Regions from separate parts of the Mus musculus genome. Here regions 2, 3 and 4 are each linked to region 1. Evidence: chromatin contacts called from public promoter capture Hi-C data. All regions are on one chromosome and are shown on one strand. Each heading gives the region's core, a stretch centred on a gene start, on an enhancer-like site or on the middle of the called end of the contact. The rest is flanking DNA. Distances are from core to core; before and after follow the strand shown.

What was found. Promoter capture Hi-C pulls out the DNA fragments that hold promoters and counts their contacts. Capture Hi-C pulls out chosen DNA fragments and counts their contacts.
Region 2: a contact with region 1 is called in a promoter capture Hi-C map of pre-B cells, with 6 times the contacts expected there. The contact joins the promoter of Dcaf13 here to the promoter of Pabpc1 in region 1. A contact is called at or near these places in 1 of 39 promoter capture datasets (pre-B cells) and 2 of 9 other capture datasets (adipose tissue and liver).
Region 3: a contact with region 1 is called in a promoter capture Hi-C map of adipose tissue, with 3 times the contacts expected there. The contact joins the promoter of Pop1 here to the promoter of Pabpc1 in region 1. A contact is called at or near these places in 4 of 39 promoter capture datasets (the 3T3-L1 cell line, 3T3-L1-derived adipocytes, hippocampal neurons and 1 more), 1 of 484 Hi-C or Micro-C datasets (cortical neurons), 3 of 115 datasets of contacts at active chromatin or transcription factors (astrocytes, extraembryonic endoderm stem cells and neural progenitor cells) and 1 of 9 other capture datasets (adipose tissue).
Region 4: a contact with region 1 is called in a promoter capture Hi-C map of pre-B cells. The contact joins the promoter of Atp6v1c1 here to the promoter of Pabpc1 in region 1.

What each region holds. Positions count from the first base shown.
Region 1 is chr15:36,607,365-36,610,579 of GRCm38.p6, forward strand. Pabpc1 (poly(A) binding protein, cytoplasmic 1) reads right to left here and starts at 1,609. Exons shown (of 15, transcript NM_008774.3): 1 at 950-1,609. The coding sequence starts at 1,142.
Region 2 is chr15:39,111,228-39,114,442 of GRCm38.p6, forward strand. Dcaf13 (DDB1 and CUL4 associated factor 13) reads left to right here and starts at 1,647. Exons shown (of 11, transcript NM_198606.2): 1 at 1,647-1,824. The coding sequence starts at 1,755. It overlaps Slc25a32 (solute carrier family 25, member 32), which reads right to left and starts at 1,489. Exons shown (of 7, transcript NM_172402.3): 1 at 1,121-1,489. The coding sequence starts at 1,274.
Region 3 is chr15:34,493,654-34,496,868 of GRCm38.p6, forward strand. It overlaps Pop1 (processing of precursor 1, ribonuclease P/MRP family, (S. cerevisiae)), which reads left to right and starts at 1,658. Exons shown (of 16, transcript NM_026340.3): 1 at 1,658-1,762. It overlaps Rida (reactive intermediate imine deaminase A homolog), which reads right to left and starts at 1,593. Exons shown (of 6, transcript NM_008287.3): 1 at 1,400-1,593. The coding sequence starts at 1,464.
Region 4 is chr15:38,660,423-38,663,637 of GRCm38.p6, forward strand. It overlaps Atp6v1c1 (ATPase, H+ transporting, lysosomal V1 subunit C1), which reads left to right and starts at 1,482. Exons shown (of 13, transcript NM_025494.3): 1 at 1,482-1,661.

The DNA.
Region 1 (3,215 bases), core at 359-2,858:
CATAGATCTTATCTGATTCTTAGATTTCTGTTTCAGTGAATTGTCAAACTTAAAACAAACTCAATGTGTTACTTCTTAATTATTGCCCAAGATTCATGGATATTCCAAACCACTTTACGAAAGAAAAATCAAAGAAGCTTTCATTAGTTGGATGCTATTAACTCAGCATAATTTGATCCAGGTTACCCTAATATTTAGGACCAAAACTGGTCAACATGTTTAAAATTCATAACCACAGGTGCTATTTTAGAAAAAATATACATATGTATACATTAAATAACGACTTCTATTAAACTTAAGATCTAATTTGTTTGAAAATGAGCCAAGGAGTCTGGTGCCCTAGAGTCTTCCACATCCCCTCCTCCACGGCATGGTTAAAGAATACTTCATCTAGGGAAAACCCCAAGCAATTATATATGGTATAAGGTGCCTTTCCTGGTCCACAGGTCAGAGATGTGCTATTAGGAACGAGCTTACGACCCTAAGGACCACCACCACCAGGCATCACCCTATTTAACTTTCTTCTAAAGCCTAGGGCTCCTCCCAGCGATTGAGCCACCGGCAGGAACAGGCCTCGGGCCTGTGAGGTTACAGGGTTCAACACGTGGTATTTCCCAACACTGAATCGTACTTCCTCCCCGGCCTGACTGCCGGGCCAGGGCAGGGGATGGAGGGGTACCTCCACCCGCCGCTCCAGGAGGGTACTCGAAACCCCCGAATCCCACAGCTTGTGGCGGGAGCGCGGTGAAGGCTATCTCAACCACCCTCCGGGCGCGTCATCGCCCTAAAGTTTGAGAGCGACCGATGGCGAGAAAATGGTCGCAGAGGAGGAAGTGCCGGCCCGCGAGGGGCTGCGGCGCCGTGCCCTCCCGCCCCCTCGCCCGCCCCGCTAGGCCCGCCGCCCCGGCCGCATGGCCGCCCGCCCGCCACCCTCCGGCCTGCCGCTCACCGTCCGCCGGCTGCTGGAAGTTCACGTACGCGTAGCCCAAGGAGCGGCGGGTGATCATGTCCCTGCAGACCCGGATGGAGAGGATGGGCCCGGCCGGGCTGAACTTCTCGTAGAGCATCGCCTCGGTCACGTCGGGGTGCAGGTCCCCCACGTACAGAGAGGCCATGGGGTAGCTGGGGGCGCTGGGGTTCATCTCGGCACGGCTGCCCGCGGGGCCGCAGGCCGCGACCTTTCCCGTGAGAGGAGGAGAGCGAGTGCGGGGCCGGGGGACGGAGCCGGGGGGAGGGGAGCGGGGGCGAGCGCAGAGGGACAAAATTCAACCGGAATCGACGCGTACTCAACGGCCGTGGAACCGGGGGAGCGAGGCTGGCGGTGCTGGGTCCGGGCGGCAGGAAGGCCTCGGTCTCTGGGTTCCTGCTTGGAGCTGCGGGGCCGCGGGCGGGCGGGTCGGTCTCGGCTGCTTCACCGGGTTATTTTATAAAAGAGGAAGAAAAAAAATAAAAGTCTCCGGCGGGGGAGACGCGGATTTTTTTGTAAATTTTTTTTGGGTTTTTTCAAAGGATTTTTTAGATTTTTTTTGGATTTTTTAATAATAAATGTGTGTTCCGAGCCCGGAGCACACACTCCGCACTCTCAGCACTAACCGCCGGGGAGAAGGGGAAGCACCGCCTCCTGCACCCTCTACTTATACCCCCCGCCGCACTCGCCCCGCCCACGCGCGTCTGACGCCAGGGCCCTACGCGAGCGACGGCGCCGGAGGAGGCGGAGGAAAGCGCAGAGGAAGGGAGAGGTGGCGGCGGCTGCCGCTGCTGCGGGCGTGGGGGTTGGGCCCGAGGCGGGGCGGGGCTTCTGCGCAGGCGCCACAGCCAGGGGCCGACTTCCCGCTGCGCAAAGCCAGGAAAGGGCGGGACGGCCAGTGGGCGGCCTCGGCGCGGCCGCTGGTCACGCCCCTTGCGCACACGCCCCGCCCCCGCCCGAAAGAGCGTTAACCCGTCAGCGCAGCGGGTGGGCAGCGCGCGGGGCTTCCGGGTTTCTGGGCGCCAACCGCCCCCCACGTGCGCGTCTAGTGGCGGCCTCTTCCCTCCGCCCCGGCTGAGGTTCTGCTTCGCTAGCCCCCCACCCCCGAGCGGCGCTGGAAACGGGTGGGCGGGCGTGAGCCTTGCCGGCCGGGTTTCCTAGGTGTGCGCGGAAGGAGGCAGGGTAACTGCCTCGTTCTCCTACCCGGACCGCACTACGAGTCCCAGCGGGCAGCGCCGCCACGCGCGTGGGCCGCGGAAGCGGTGCCTGCCGGGAGCTGGAGTTCTCAACGGCCGCGGGCTGGCTGACCTCAACCGGACCCCAACCGTCCCGGGCGTGACCCAGCACGGGTCCGCGGCCCCGACGAGGGGGAGGGGAGGGGATGGGATAAAGGCAGTTGGGAGTCTGGCGCTTAAGATGTTCTGTTGGAATCACTTAGCCACTTCCTACATTTTTTACAGTGGTAAAAAGGACTCGAAAAAAAAATTTTTTTTCCTTTAAAGTATGCGTTTCTCATAATTACTCGGTATCTGTCACTCTTACCCAAACAAACCTGGATAGCCTGCTTAACTAGGCGTGGTTGGCCACGCTTTTAACCCACTTCACCAGGCGTGGTGCCCACGCCTTTAACCCAGCTTTGGAAAGGCAGGAGGGGTTTGCAGATCTCTGAGGTCAGGGCCACCCTAATCTAGCTCTTGGATGCCAGGGTTTGGGGATTAATATAAATGATTGATAGGCACAAATATATCAACTCGTAGAAATGACATTACATCAACCCAAAAACTCCACTTTAGTAGGTTTTACAGTTTTTGAAGTCCTCTATAAACATCCTTTGACAATGATGTGTGGGAAGTGAAGCAAATAGTACTATTTTTACCGTTAATGGTGTCAGAAGTTAAATGACTGCTCAGCTCTTCAATGATCGTTAGCCTAGCCTATTGCCTAGTGTAAATTAGTTATAACTCTTCTCAGTTAGAATTTAAGTCCGGAGACTCTTACACAGATGCTGTCCCCTCTCCCCCATCTTCACCTCCCCACCCATATTGATGGAAGATAACAGTTTTGAAAAATATGTTGTATGCTTAACACATGAGTATCATTTAAGGCTGTTCTTTGTTTGTTTGTTTGTTTGTTTTTTTGTTTTTTCGGGACAAGATTTCTCTGGAGCTCTGGCTGTCCTGGAACTCACTCTGTAGACCAAGCTGGCCCGAACTCAGAAATCCGCCTGCCTCTGCCTCCCAATTGCTAG
Region 2 (3,215 bases), core at 397-2,896, 2.5 Mb after region 1:
TGGAACCTTTACAGATACATACAAGCCACCTATGTTTATTTTTTTAATATTTACTTTATCATTTCATATTTCATATGTGCCCCTGGGTGGGTATGTGCATGTGCTGGCAGAGTCCAGAGATGTTAGGTTTCCTTGAAGCCAGAATTATAGACAGTTGGGAGCCACCTGCTCAAAGTGGGTGCTGAGAACTCAATGTGGGTCCTGTGGAAAGGCTAAGTCATCTCTCCAGCCCCAGCTTTCCTTATATAGTCTTTTTATATAGCCTATTTGTGCTCTTATTTTGTATTTGAATTTATTCTACTTAGCAACTGATTTCATGTTGTGTAGAATCCTTTTATATATCTTAGGGTAATTACATTTTTAAGTTTCCTAACGATAAGAAACTGTTGGTACTTCTTAGTTCGACTCCACTGTTCAACATTAAGACACATACATCAAGTAAATCGAATAAAATTAGAATGCTCTACTAAATCCATCTCTAAAGATTTGATTTTCTGGAAAAATTTAGTTTGTAATAAATGAAATAACAGAAATGGTTTCTAAATAGTTACCAAGGCTCACCTATGTAATGCAACTTGGTATTAATTCCTAAAATGCCGTGCTAATTTCCATATACTTAATTCACACTTTAATACAGTTATTTAGAGTGTAGAAGCTCCTCCTTCCTTCACCAGACAATGCATATTTTTAAATACTGCAAACTAAAGAAACTTTAGTGAATATTTTAATCCCAAACTATGACCTTACTCTCCGAAGGTGACAAAGCACCGGCTCACACACTTGTACTTTCGTCTGACTTTATACAGCCAAACACGTGGCTGCCCTAAGACTTCAAATTACCCCAAAGAGTGAATGACTCGTGAACATGAGGGTCAAATGTGACAACCTCCTTTCTCTCAAACTTCACCCACTTTCCCTATCCTTTATGGTTAGGAGACACAGGGAAAGCCGGGGTCCCCTTCCTAAATCCTAGCTCCAGGTAACGCAGGGTGCACAGCATCATCTTAGGGGCTCTCCCCCTTGTAGTAGAGTCTGGGGAGACTAATGTCTCTTCTGCGTGTAAGTGCTTCGCTGGGGCTGGCAGCAAGGGAAGCCGCCCGGGACGTGGGCAGGCTCTTACCAGCGAAGCGGATCTTCACGAGGTCGAGCGGGTGCAGCGCCAGGTTGGACAAGACCCCGCCACTCACGCCAGCCACCAGGTTCTCGTACCGGACGTGGCGGAACACCGCGCTCCACGCCGCCGACCCGGCAGCCGACTGGCCCTGGCCTGTCATGGGCTCCGGGTTCGTCGACACTACGGCGTCCAGCGCCGCCGACGTGGGGCGTGATGTAGTGGCCGCCACCGTGGCGACTGTCGCGGCCCGGGGCCTGGAACCGCAGGACGCGAGCCCACTTCCGGGACCGGAGCCCGGGACGCTGCTGCAGGCAAGTCACACCCGCGGCAAAGCGGGGAGTAGGAGAAACCTCAGAGCGGAGCTTGCTTAGCCCCGCCCAGCAGGCCTGGCCCCGCCCACAGCTGCGCGCGCTCGCCCTCGGGTCAAGACGCGAGCGACAGCTGAAGGACCGCCCCCTCCAGCTCCTAGCCGGAGAGACTACGGAACGCCGCGAGGTCCAGCTGAGCCATCCGGCTGCCACTCTGCGGAGCCACGTGACAGGAAGCCCGCGGAAGGCGGAAGTAGTGTGTCTGCGTGCTGGCCCCGGTAAGTCGAGCCCGGTTTAAAGGCTCGTGGAGTCCGACACCCAGAGCCGCCAAGATGAAGGTGAAAATGCTGAGCCGAAACCCTGACAACTATGTCCGCGAAACCAAGCTGGACATACAAAGAGGTGAGAGGAACTGGAACAGAGGAAGGGGCCTCCTCCCGGATTCTTTGGGTCTGGCCAGCTTTCGAGCAGTAAAAGGGGCGGGAGGCCAGCGCTCTGGTCTCGGTTTCCCTCTCCGCCTAGGCGGCTGCGTCCACACGGGGCTGGTGAGGATCAGAACTGCAGATGGCACATACCTCTACGTCCTTTGTGAGAATTTTCCTCTAGTGGGAAGTAGTTACGTATACACGCCTTTAATCCCAGCACTTGGGAGGCAGAGGCAGGCGGATTTCTGAGTTCAAGGCCAGCCTGGTCTACAGAGTGAGTTCCAGGACAGCCGGGGCTACAGAGAGAAACCCTGTCTGCGTTACTAAAGGTTCTCTCTCCTCCCCCTAGCATTGCTAACGTGTGGTATATGGCCCCCCCCCCCAGCTCCCAAGGTGTTTTACATGGTAATAATTTCTTTTCTTTTTTTTTTTTTTGGTAATATTTCTTAAATGAAAAGTAGATTTGTCCCCAGAGTTTGACGTTAATTATTTTGAATCTTTGAACCTCATTACTTTTTTTTTTCTTCCACTTTCACCAAACAGTGCATTGCTGGATGGAGCTGTCATGGTTTATAGTGCTTGGCCCAGGGAGTGGCCTTGTTGGAGTAGGTGTGTCACTGTGGGTGAGAGCTTTAATACCCTAGTCCTAGCTGCCTAGCAGAAAGTATTCTCCTAGCAGCCTTCAGATGAAGCTGTAGAACAACTCTCAGCTCCTCCTGCACCATGCCTGCCTAGATTTTACCATGTTCTCACCTTGATGATAATGGACTGAACCTCTGAACCTGTAAGCCAGCCCCAACTAAATGTTGTCCTTATAAGAGTTGCCTTGGTCGTGGTGTCTGCTCACAGCAGTAAAACCCTAACTAAGACAGTGGCTTACGTTACCCTTGCCAATGTGGGTGCATTTCAGGCTTTGTCTTGGAGCTATACTTATGTACGTATCTTTACATACTTATCCCTACAAGTGCCCTCCATCCTGCGCATCAGTGTCCTCTTCTGTGTTTTCAGTACACATTGTTTGGATTTGTCAGTGCTTATCACATTATCTCATGGTTCATGCTGATTAGCAGGCTTTCCTATCAGCTTGAAAAGAGAGGAAAGAATCCTATTCCTATATGCAGTGTTTAGACAATAACTCACATAAATAGCTACTTTGTAAGTATCGGAATGAATGAATGAATGGGTGACAGCTGGGACACAGAATCTTATGCTAGGAGATACAACTCTACTTTATAGTAACATCTTTTTTCAACAGTATCTCCCTATTTTTATTTATTTATTTATTTGTGTTGTTTTGTTTTTGTTTTTTCGTTTTTCTCGAGACAGGGTTTCTCTGTATAGCCCTGGCTGTCCTGGAACTCACTTTGT
Region 3 (3,215 bases), core at 408-2,907, 2.1 Mb before region 1:
GGTAGTTAGTTGTCATAGTGCCTGTCATGTAACATTTGCTACATTACTGCTTCTTTTCCTTTTATAGGTGAAGGCCTATGTCGGATTACTTCTTACACATTTTTGAATCAGCTAAATACTTGGCATGCACTACACATCTTCTACAGTACTAATGTTGCAGCCGAAGAAAATCTTCAGTTTTGATTGACAGCAAAGAGACACTGTGTCAGAAATGACTTTTTCAAAAGGAATTGGCTCTAGATACGTTTTAGTGAAGACTTAGAAGTTAGAGAGGAGAAAGTTATATAAGATACAATACAGTGATTTTTAAAGCTGAGGTATTTTGAGGAACAAGGTTTTAAGTTAAGTGTGCTGGTCTTCACGTCAGCACTAGGAATGCTCAAACAGGAGAACAGCAGGTTCTAGGTTAGTCTGAGCTACAAAGTTAGTCTGTCCTTCATAGCACCCACAGAAGGAAGTGAAAAGAAAGTACCATTTCTATTTAAAAGCACTTCTGGTAAGCAGAGATAAATGCCAAAGGGTAGTTTTTATTTTTCCAGTACATATATGGTTAGCTCTAGTATATAGGATAATCTCAGAAGATCACCTTTGGTGTTACTTGCATTTGATATTAGTGGTAAATAGGCATGGATAAACCATTCATAAGCATCATTGCATTCCTACACGTTATAGAAGCCAGAGACTAGGATAGACATACAGGTATTTGCTGAGTACTGTCCAAATGAGACAAGCATATCTTGTAAATTAAGAAAGGGTTAGATCAAACTTCATGCTAGTAAAAGAAGCCTGTCACAGAGGACCAAACAGTGTATTATACTTTTTATAGCAAACGTCTTTAACAGATAAACCCTATAGTGATGGAGAGGAAATAAATGGGTGGTTGTAAGGAGCTGGGGAAAGATGCCATGTGGAATAAATGCTAATGGTATAAACCTTATTTTAGGTTGGATGTAAATGTTTTGAGAATAGAAAGTGATGATGGCTACACAACTTTTGGGCATAGTAAAAGCCACTGAATTGAACCCACTAACAGAATGAGAATTCTATGGGTTGTTTATTCTATCTTAATAAAATTGTTACAAAAACCAAAACTAGAAGCCACCAAGACGAAAGGCAAGGGGGTTGGGGTGATGCCACTTCTAACCAGAGAAAGCATGTAGCAAGCTCGCCTTCGGGGCCCCGGCAGCTCCAGATGGGGGCAAGATCTTAGGAGTGCAAGTTTCTGGTAGCACCAGGGCTCCCCCATTCTCTGAGGGATTTGGATACACTGTACTCTTTCTGAACTTAGTTTCTTCGCGCGTTCTAAGACTCTCTTTTGCTCGGACCAGCAGGGGCCAAAGCTCCAAACTTGCAACACTGCACCTACCTGGTCCTTCAGAGCTACAGTAAAAAACATTACCTGTAGGGACCAATGGCCGCCGGGGCTTTTGTGGTGCTGATCACCTTTCTGATTATGGACGACATGCTAATCCTTCCCTCTTGAAGACCCTCCAGAAGAAGAAACGATGGTAAGTAACTACACCCACTCTTGTCCACTGACCAGACAGCCCTAGGCAAAAGAGTTTTAGTTCAGGGACAGCCCCGTGCGAATTCGCACGGCCCGATGGGAATTGTAGTTTACAAGCGACTCCGGGACACGTGGAGGAAGAAGCCGTGCTGCGCACGCGCCCTCAGCCCGCTCGCTCACCCTCTGTGGTGGGAGCTTCTAGGGATCTCAGAACCTTGTCATTCTTACCGGCGAAGCCCTCGGAACTTTTGGCAGGTTGGTGGTGAGGCACTAATGCTTAGCCGGGGCCGCCAGCTCGCGGGGGCCTCGCGTGGGGGCTTGCCCACAGTGGCGGCTTCGGCTTGCGGCGCTTTTCACTTGGGGAGGTCCATGCTGCCCGGGCGGGCCCTCTTGCAGTCCAGAGCCTCAGGCTCCTGTGCTCGTTTTTATGCTTATCGTTGCCCTGCCAGGCGGAATCCCCTCTGGGAATGCGCTTGTATCCCTTTCTGGGTACCGTAAAGGACAGGGATGGGTCATTCCGGGGAACCAAGCAGAGGTGTGGGTTGTCTGCCTTTCGCCATCCCGTGCTTCCTTTCTATGCATGATCGCCTCAAGATTTGAGCAGACCGGGGTCTGCTTTCCGGAGGCGAGTCATCTTCTCCTAGCTCACGACTTCAGCTTTCTCACTAACGAACCTGGGTAGATAAGAAGATGTACTAATTAGTAACTGATAATATATCATAAGGAAGTATATTTAAAACAATTCTTTAGTGTAGCTGGTATAATTTTGCCTTTTGAGAAAGATAAAAACTAATTTTTACTCTCTAAATAGATGTGTGTATGTTTATTTTTTCATAAATACGAGTTTTGGTAGAGTATTTGATACTGCAAGACATAAAGCATCTAAAGTGGTTTTGTTTGTTTGTTTGTTTGTTTTGTTTTTGTTTGTTTGTTTTTTGAGAGGGTTTCTCTGGATAGCCCTGGCTGTCCTGGAAATCACTTTGTAGACCAGGCTGGCCTCGAACTCAGAAATCTACCTGCCTCTGCCTCCCGAGTGCTGGGATTAAAAGCGTGGGCCCCCACGCCCGGCTTTTTTTTTTTTTTTTTAGAGCTGATTTGTTGTTTGATTTTTATAATAGTCAGTGATGAGATGCTATTTTGCCTAAATATGTAGTACAGTCGGAACTATAATTAGGGCCAGTTGTTGGAAAAGTCTATCTCAATCCCAAATCCAAATTAATGATTTAAAAAATATAAAATTTAACCCAGCAACTCAATTTCAAACTAGTTTTTTAAATCAAACAATGCAGCCCAGCACAATCCAAAGACGTGCGGCATGAGAACAATTTAAAGAGAAATTTAGGCCTGTTTTTATATCATTGTTTCCTTTTTTTTCTTTTTCTTTATTTAATGTACGAGTGCTCTGCTGCATATATATCTGCCTGCCTGAAGAGGATATCAGATCCCCCTATAGATGTTTTGTGAGCCACCACGTGGTTGCTGGGAATTGAACTCATGACCTCTGGAAGAGCAGCCAGTGCTCTTAGCCTCTGAGCCATCTCACCAGCCTGTATAACATTGTTTCTTAAGAGCATAAACCTGTATGTACAGTAAGAACACTGGGTTCATAACTTGCCTGGGATCTTGGCTGAGCTGTTTCAGGCAGTATTTGTTGGTGTTGTATGGTGTGTAAGCATGGGATGTCACTGCTGAACTGTGGCTGTAGTGA
Region 4 (3,215 bases), core at 232-2,731, 2.1 Mb after region 1:
TTTTATCACAGCAATAGGAAAGCAATGAATACAGAAGGGTTTCTTTTGGCTCACAGTTCAGCAAGGTGGTGAGAGTAATTGTAGCTCTGAAGGCAGGAGTCTGAGAGCCCTGGTTACATTGTATTGGTAGTCAGGAAGCAGAGAGCAATGAATGTTGATGCTTAGCTTTCTCCTTTAAAAAAAGATTATTTATTTGACAATTTTATTACATTTATTTATTTGTGGGTACTACAGCTTGCATGTGGAGATGGGAGGCTATCTTGCAGAATACACTTTGTGGTTCTGGGGATACAATTCAGGCCATCAGTCTTGGTGGTTAGTGCCCCATTACCTGTTGAACCTTCTCTCTCTAATCCTATTTATCATTTTTAAAAGATTAATTTTATTTGTATTTATGTGTATGAGTGTTTTGTCTTCCTGGGAGTGCATATGATTACAGGTTCTGCAGGAGGCCAGATGAAGCCAATCGGATCTCCTGGAGGTAGCTGGAGTCACAAGGCACTCCAGGTGGGTGCCAGTAAGGAATTCAGATCCTCTGTGAGAGCAGTATGTGTTCTTAACCTCAGAGCCATCTCTCTAAGCCTCGAAAAAAAAAAAAAAAACATTCTGTGTTGGTTCCTATCATTCAAGATGCTGCTGCCCATATTCGAGGTGAATGTCCTACATTAAACCTGGCTGGAAACTCCCTCCAAGAGGTTTGTCTCCTAGCAATTCTAAAGCCAGTCAGGTTGACAATGGAAATCTATTATTCCGCTTGCTAGTAAGAACAGCCAGGAGTGCCCACACATTGTGCAAACAGAACCATAACCTCTGGAGCTTCACTTTGCTAAGCTGTAAATCTAAAAACGATTAAAATAGACAAGTCCCCAATCCTCTATGCAACCTAAAATGCTGAGATATGCACCACCTAACTTCTCAACCAATGAGATGTGCACGGTTTGTGAGAGTAGGTTGATATCTATTTTTCTGGAACCCAAGGCTGATGGTTTTTCCCTGTCCATAAACCTTTCTTGACTTCCTGTATCCATTTTGGTACCCCTAAACCAGACAGTTTGGAGTTCCTGGCAAGGGGGTCACTCCACTAGCTAATTCTAAAAAACTAATTAACAATGTTTGGTGCTGAGTAACTAAACCTGAACACTTTATCACTTTATGGAACGAAGTGATACCAGATTGGATGAAAAATATGAAACTACTGAAGTGGATTATTAGAAAAAATTTCCCCGAAACCTGGACTGTCAAAACTTGCAGTGCAGAAGTCAGTGCAGGAGCTTGGGGGAGTCTGAATGGCTGAAACCTGTGGGTAATTTTAGGGTGGGCGGGAATTTTCTGGTGGCTGGCCAACCACCGCAGGTGCATCTGGAGGAGCGGCAAGCTCCGCCCACCCGGAAGCCCGCTCTGCGCGCTCTCTCAGCCCCGCCTTCTCCGGAGGCCTGGCCGCATCGTGATTGCGCGCAGTGGTGCGCGCGCGTAGGCGGAGCGGCGTGCGCCGCGGTCAGCTGACTGCTCCGGCTGGCACGTGACTTGCTCTGGGCGCAGGGGTCGAGGAAGCCGAAAGGCCGGAGCTTAGGTCCGGGAGGGATGGAGCGCTGAGCGGTTAACGTCTACCAGGCTTCCTGCCTCCGCACCTGTCGCCGCCGCCGCCTCCTGAGACACCTCGGGTCAGTGAGCGATAGCCCTGCGGGGAGCTGACGCTGCAGTGGCCGCCGGGGAAGGATGGGGGCGGCGCGGGGGCCTAGACTGTGGCGTCGGACCTGCAACCGGCCTGGGTGCGGGCTCTCCGCATCTCAGGGCCTAGGGTTGGTGTCTTTGGAAGAAGAAGGAGGGGGAAGGGGCCCAGACGGGGAACTCAGTGGCAGAAGGGAGAAGTGTTGTACATTCGGGTCCTTCTTGGGTGGGAATCCCAGCGAGTCCTGGTCACTTGTGAGAAGGTGGACAGTGACAGAATGCCTCAGGTGAGGCTCAGGGTTCACCGGCGTGTGTGTGCAGTCTCCACTGGGTGTTTACGCCTGTATGTGAATAGAAGGGATTACAGTTTTCAGGGCGGAAGGGGTGCCCACTGCAGGCAGGGGGCGGTCACAGAGGACACGGGGGTCATTGTAGGCAGTGGATGAAACAGGAATACAGGCAGCTTAAAAACATTTCACTAGATTGGGGTTGGGGGAGGTTAAACAACATCCCCGAAAAGGAACTGGTGGACAGAGTCTCTTATAAGGCAGATTGAATCACCTATGAGGCATAAGAGGGAAGCTTGTGTTCTTTTCAGAGGAAAAATGTTATCAGGGGGAAAATTGTCTACTCTGTACTTAGTGGTGCCCCGGGAATGAAATGGTCGGGTGTGAATAGCCCAGCCCTAAAAGTTCACATTGATGGTGGGAAGATAAGTCACAGGGGAAAGATGAGGTTGTATAGAACTGGTAAAAACAGAAGGAGGAGAAAAGTATCCTGGAGGAAAGAAAACTTGAGTTTGGGTCTTGGCAAGTCGGTGGGATTGGAGGCAACAGAGGAGAACTTTTTACTCAGTGAAAGCCTCGTTATTTGAGGGCCTGATGAGAGAAGAAGACATGATTTAGGGGTGCCAAAGGCCAGGCTTTTGTAGTAGGCTGCATTGTGGAAAAGTGGGAAATAGTTTTGAAGTCTGGTGATACTTGTTCATATACTGCATGCTCTATGGCTGATACTATGGGAGTGCTAAGGTTTAGGAAGCAGACAGGGACTCTGCTGTCAGAGCTTCCAGACAGATTCAGAGGAGATAGGTTTTAATAGTCGTGCATTTGGCGTGTGATAGAGCACTAACCTTTAGTCCTAGCACTTAGGAGGCAGAGCCAACCAAAGCTAAATAAATAGTGAGACCACTTGTCTCTCTCTCTCTCTCCCTCTCTCTCTCTCTCTCTCTCTCTATATATATATGTATACACACACACACACATATATATATACATCTACATATATACATATATATACACACATATACATAAATGTGTGTGTGTGTGTGTGTGTGTAAAATCTACTCCGAAGGAGTAATGGAGCAGTACAGAGATGTTTCCCAGGAATATGACTTTTGTGGAAGATTCAAAGAAGGCTTTGTTGAGGATATGACTGAGAAGAGGTTGGTGTGAAAAGGGGGTGAGCAGGCAGGAGTGAAAAGGACATTCCAGGTTGAGGGAACAGAGTTTGTCAAGGCCTTGAAGTGAGAGGAGGAACGTGCCTTTCCA